Regions from separate parts of the Mus musculus genome. Here region 1 is linked to region 2. A link is a contact called in public HiChIP or PLAC-seq data. All regions are on one chromosome and are shown on one strand. The core of a region is the stretch at or near the end of the contact, and the rest is flanking DNA. Distances in the headings are between cores, read along the strand shown. Region 1 has its middle 19 kb from the start of Gm32707. Region 2 overlaps Itgam (integrin alpha M).

Region 1 (2,747 bases), core at 202-2,701, 220 kb after region 2:
GCCTTGATTGTCTGTCACTTAAAAGAAAGATGAAGGGAAAGGGGTGGCTAGAGTCCCACTTTCCCTCATTGTCCTGATCACCTGGTTCTGGACGCTGTGGATTTGGTCTGGCCAGTGGTTCTAGCGAGCTGTCATATCCAGCCCACACCACTGGTTTCTTGAGATGAGAGATTTGGCCCTTACTGGAAATTGTTAGCATATCCAAAGAAGCTCACGTAAGTAACAGCAGCAAAGCTGCTTTGTAATAAGGATGGGCACAGAAAATAATCATCTCATTTGGCAAGACGGCCCAGAAATGAGTGCACGAACCACACCCCGCAAGGAGAGATGCCATCCATTAAGCAAAGAGAACTTGCTAATGCCGCCCTGGAGCCTCCCTCAATCTAGATGGCAGCATTGCAGCCCTGGGTTGCAATACCATGTACATCTTACTGTAAGCTGTTCCTTTACCCACTTTCCACTGGGAAATCCAGAGTCTTCCCTGGGAAGGGAGAGGGTTCCCTTTATGAACAAGATCTTGTCATGACAGAGAGAAGACCTGGAGGACAGGGTGAGACAGCCCTCAGACAACTGTGCCTTCTACCTGAACTCCTTCTGTGACACAGCAGGACTTTGGTGAAATATCACCCCCATAGGAAACCATCTGCAGGGGTTTCTCCTCTGGCCCACCCTTGCCTCAAGCAATGGTTCTCAACCTCCCTAATGCTGCAACCCTTTAATACAGTTCCTCATGCTGTGGTAACCCCAAACCAGAAAATAATCTTTGTTGCTACTTCATAACTGTAATTTTGCTTATGTTATGAATCCTCATGTAAATATCTGTGTTTTCTGGTGGTCTTAGGTGACCTCTGTGAAAGGGTCATTTGACACACACACCCCACCCCACCCCCAGGGGTCTCAACCCATAGGCTGAGAACCACTGCCTTACGTCCTTCTTCCCAATTGTAGAGCTGCTGCTCCGGTCTCGGTGGCTTGTCTTTGTTTTCAGGATTGCTCTGGCTACTAGTCATCCCATGATACCAGGTATTTCCAAACCTCCCAGACCATAGTAACCAGTCCTCTGCAATTCATGTGAGGATAGATACCAGAATTGGGGCTAACCTCAGTATTTGTGTCAAATCACTGTGAGGACAGAAACAAGCTCACAATAGTCTTGACCCAGAGAGACCAGACCATCCGAGCTCAGAGGTGGGAGGCAGATATCTTGTCCCACAGGGGAGCCAGCCTGACCTTGACAGTGATACTACCAGACCTCATGCCTGCTCCTGACCCACCATCCTCCAACCTCAAGGATGCCCTTGGGGGAGGTGTGGGACATCAGAGAGCACAGGGTCCTTGGAGGGGTGCAGGCTAAAGTGTGCTCTCAGAACTGTGCACACTAGGGTCCTGTGGCTCACTGGTGGCGCTCACATGGCCTCTTCCTCTTTCCTGCCAGGCCTGCCAGGCACTTGCTGCTTTGGTCCTGTAGAGGCACTGGTCATGTGCAGAGGCTTCAGGCTTCAGTGACTCTGAGCTCAGATTCCAGGCTCTTTGCTCTGCTTACTTCCCCATTTCTTCAGAAACAACCACTTTTAAAAACCAGTCAGGCAAGCAGGCAGGAGAGGAATGACTTCCCAAATTGCTTTACAAATTTTTCTCCTTAAGCAAATGGTTGCAAAATGTCAAGACCCTCATATTTTCCTATGAAGTGATCTCAGAATCCTCCAGGACATTTTAAACTCTGACCCCAGACTTCCAGGAAGCCCATGGGGCATTCAATATTACAGGCCAGCCAGCGATTAGCCACATCCAGATCCAGCCATCCTTTTTTTTTACCATTTCTATAAGTTTTCTGGTAGAATTTTGGGGATCTCTAATGTGTATTGCGTTCTCTGTAAGTAGGGATGGCCTGGCTTCTTCTTTCTCAGTCTGTAACCCTTTAATTTCCTTCTCTTAGCTCATTTCTCCTTCTGGTACTCAGAGTACAATGTTGAGAAGGAGTGGGGATAGTGGACATTCTGAGAAGCCAAATCTTTTAAGTTCAGACTTCATTTTAGAGAACCTGTCCTAAGTCTGAACTCAGGTAAACCAACAGGCTGGTACCTAGCGTTAGTTTCCAAGTCACCCCCGCCCCCCCCCCCAAAAAAAAAAACCTGAGCCTAGCTCTAGTCTCTAGGCTAATCCCCAACAAGATCAGCATTTCCAGGTTGTTCCCCCAACAGGTCAGTACCCCCAGGTTACAAGCCCACCCCTTGCTTAACAACCACCAATGCAGAGGGGAGCAGAAATTAAGTTTATGATATGACTCCCAGCACCACGGTCGTTCTCCAATTAGACGCTTGCACATGTACTCCTTGCCTGTTGCTTACTGTAAAGCCTTGCCCCACAGACATTCGGGGTTCTCCCACCACCAAAACCATCCTGTGTGACTGCAGTGCATTGGGGGGGGGGGTGTTTGGGAGAGAGCTAGCTCAAATAAAATAAAGACCCTGATATAAGTTGCATCAGATTGACTCCTGTCTATGTTTTGGGGGATCAATAACATTTCCCTGGCACTGTAATTCTTGTCTCATTCCTGATTTCAATGGGGTTGCGCTAATCTTTTCTCTATTTAGGATGTTGTCTGTGGGTTTCTCATATTTGGCTTTTATTGTGTTGAGGCACGTTCCTCCAGCCCTATATTCTTCTAGGACTTTCATCATAAAGGATTTTCTCTTGTCAAGGGCTTTTTCTGTCTCGACTGAGATAATCATATGATTTTCCCTTTA
Region 2 (2,700 bases), core at 190-2,689:
CATAGATAGAAAGAAACACACACCAGGCAAACCTGGAGCTTGGAGCTATCTAGGCAGGCTTCACAACAGTGTAGGCAGGCCTGAGAGATGGCTCAGTGGGTGGAGACTGATACCTTCCATTCCGTCCCTGGAAGCCAAGTTAAAGGTGGAAGGAGAGAACCTACTACGAAGTTGTCCTCTACCCTATAACATATGTGCTGTGGTGTGTATGAACCCATCTGCCATCCACAACAGCAATAAGCATAGATAGAGATTGCTGAGATGACTCACCAGGTAGGGCAGTCAAGTCTGATGGCCCAGGTTCAACCCCTGGAACCCACATGGTGGATGGAGCAAACCAACTCCCATACGTTGTTTTCCGACCTCTGAGAGGTGGAGCAGGTTAAGGATAGTAGACATGGAGGCAGCTGGATGCAGAGGGTCAGGGGAGGGGGATGGGAAGGCTGATTCTCAGTTCTTAGAGGTGGCTAAGAACTTCTTTCCTTTCAGTGAGAACAACATGTCCAGGACCCACAAAACCAAGTTTCAGTTGGAGCTGCCTGTGAAGTACGCCATCTACATGATTGTCACCAGGTGCTGCTCTACCCCGTGCTCCCATCAGGATGGTCACCGCCAGCTTTGTCTTTGTGTTTATACACTGCCTTATGTTGTGGGTATATACATGTGCCTGTGTGGAGGAATGGTGTGTGTGTGTGTGTGTGTGTGTGTGTGTGTGCGCGTGCGCACGTCCAAACCCACGCTCTCAGTGTCTGACAGTCATTGCCCCTGAGGGCTACATTGCCACCTTCCTAGTCTCTGTACATTTAGTTCAAGCCCCCTTCTCAGGACACCTTCATGTTCTGTCACCTGTTGCCCCCTCTTCTTCCTTTTAGTGATGAGAGTTCTATCAGATATCTCAACTTCACGGCTTCAGAGATGACCAGTAAGGTCATACAGCATCAGTACCAGGTGAGGAGCAGGGCAAGCCTGGGTCCTGAGAGGATGCTGAGAAGGGAACTTGATGTAAAGAGAAGGCAGAAAGTGATCGTAGGAAGCATGAATACTGAGTTTCCTGTGTGTCAGGTGCAGTGCCAAGTTTGCTCTACATCCCTCCCCTACATGTGCATACACACACTCACACACATACATGCACACATATGCTCTCACACTGTATACATGCACTCTCCTCCAAACACACAGATGCATACACACACACACACACACACACACACACACACACACACACACACTTCCTCTTTGAGTCTATTAGGCCCCTGAACACTCTTGCTGTCCCTTGTTTATAGATGTAAAAACTAAGGGTCAGAGAGACTCATGAACTATGTCTAAATCCTCACACCAGGTCAGTGGCAGAGCTAGAAGTTAGGATGAGCCAGTCTGGCGTTCATTTACATACCCCATCTCTCTGAAGAGCAGGATGCTTAGGCTTTTTTCAGCGATCTGGGAAGGAGGAAGTAAGGAGCCAACTCCAAGAGCTAGCCACACCACAAGGCTTGAGCCCTCACTCCCTCCTTTCTGACATAGTTCAACAACCTGGGCCAGAGGAGCCTCCCTGTCAGTGTAGTCTTCTGGATCCCTGTTCAGATCAACAATGTGACCGTATGGGATCATCCCCAGGTCATCTTCTCCCAGGTGAGTCCAGCCGGGTCCCCAAAGTTCAGGTCTTAGTAAAGATCTGTTTCTTGCCTTTTCTGACCCTCTCTTTGGTCCAGACTGTTACCCTGCTGGGCAGGACCGGAACCCAGCACTCTCTTTTCTGTCTGTCTTTCCTCAGAACCTCTCAAGTGCCTGTCACACTGAGCAGAAATCCCCCCCTCACTCCAATTTCCGGGATCAGCTTGAAAGGACCCCAGTGCTGGTAAGAACATGGCGGGGCTCCAGCCTCAAGGCCACACACACATGGTCATCATGGCCTTCCTCAGTCTTAGTCATCTGTTTCTTTGGCCTTCCTCTTCCAGAACTGCTCTGTTGCAGTCTGTAAGAGAATTCAGTGTGACCTTCCATCCTTCAACACTCAGGAAATATTCAATGTCACCCTCAAGGGCAACCTATCATTTGACTGGTACATCAAGGTATGTTGTGTTCAGAGACTCTCTGAGTAGAGCCCCATCATAGTCCAGCACCCAGACCTGCCTTCCACTTTGCTTTCCCCCCACAGACTTCTCATGGTCACCTCCTGCTTGTGAGCAGCACTGAGATCCTGTTTAATGACTCTGCGTTTGCCCTGCTTCCAGGGCAGGAGTCGTATGTGAGGTCTAAGGTACTCATCTCAGACATGGGTGGAGTGGGGTGGAACTGTTTGAAGTGAGGAGGAAGCTGGGTTGGTGGATCTCATCTTTGGGCTGGCAAGAGAAGCAAGCGGGAAGAGGAGTGAGGCCTGGGGTTGGCGGTGTGGATTGTTGGGAGCGGTCAACCCTTGAGCTCAGGGAACTCTCCAGAAGTTTGAGGTGTGCCTCTCCTGCTGTACCCTGTTTCTCTTCTTTCTTCCCTAGACAGAGACCAAAGTGGAGCCATATGAAGTTCACAATCCTGTACCACTCATTGTGGGCAGCTCCATTGGGGGCCTGGTGCTCTTGGCTCTCATCACTGCTGGCCTATACAAGGTGCTTCTTCTTGGTTCTTTCTGTCCCATCTCCCTACTCCTCAGCCGCTCCATTATTGGGATAGACTCAGTACTGTTGCTAACTACACGATCTTGGGTCA

What was found. HiChIP or PLAC-seq counts read pairs in DNA pulled down with a chosen protein or histone mark.
Region 1: a contact with region 2 is called in an H3K27ac HiChIP or PLAC-seq map of microglia, with 4 times the contacts expected there. The contact joins two enhancer-like sites. A contact is called at or near these places in 3 of 39 promoter capture datasets (embryonic stem cells and stem cell-derived epiblast-like cells), 1 of 15 datasets of contacts at CTCF or cohesin (large pre-B cells), 10 of 484 Hi-C or Micro-C datasets (B cells, Th1 cells, bone marrow-derived dendritic cells and 7 more), 4 of 115 datasets of contacts at active chromatin or transcription factors (bone marrow-derived dendritic cells, cardiomyocytes, large pre-B cells and 1 more) and 2 of 9 other capture datasets (liver and macrophages).

The regions. Positions count from the first base shown.
Region 1 is chr7:128,331,635-128,334,381 of GRCm38.p6, forward strand. No RefSeq gene overlaps it. Among named protein-coding and RNA genes, the nearest start is that of Gm32707, 19 kb to the right of the region's middle. Within about 2 kb of position 1,452, at least 66 of the 459 cell types and tissues checked have an H3K27ac peak or open chromatin away from gene starts, as enhancers often do. A contact at or near this core is called in B cells, bone marrow-derived macrophages and microglia, where this site is marked.
Region 2 is chr7:128,114,247-128,116,946 of GRCm38.p6, forward strand. Itgam (integrin alpha M) reads left to right here. Exons shown (of 30, transcript NM_001082960.1): 23 at 490-573; 24 at 873-948; 25 at 1,522-1,629; 26 at 1,772-1,855; 27 at 1,956-2,069; 28 at 2,156-2,257; 29 at 2,490-2,600. Among named protein-coding and RNA genes, the nearest start is that of Itgax, 14 kb to the right of the region's middle. Within about 2 kb of position 1,440, at least 12 of the 459 cell types and tissues checked have an H3K27ac peak or open chromatin away from gene starts, as enhancers often do. A contact at or near this core is called in B cells, bone marrow-derived macrophages and microglia, where this site is marked.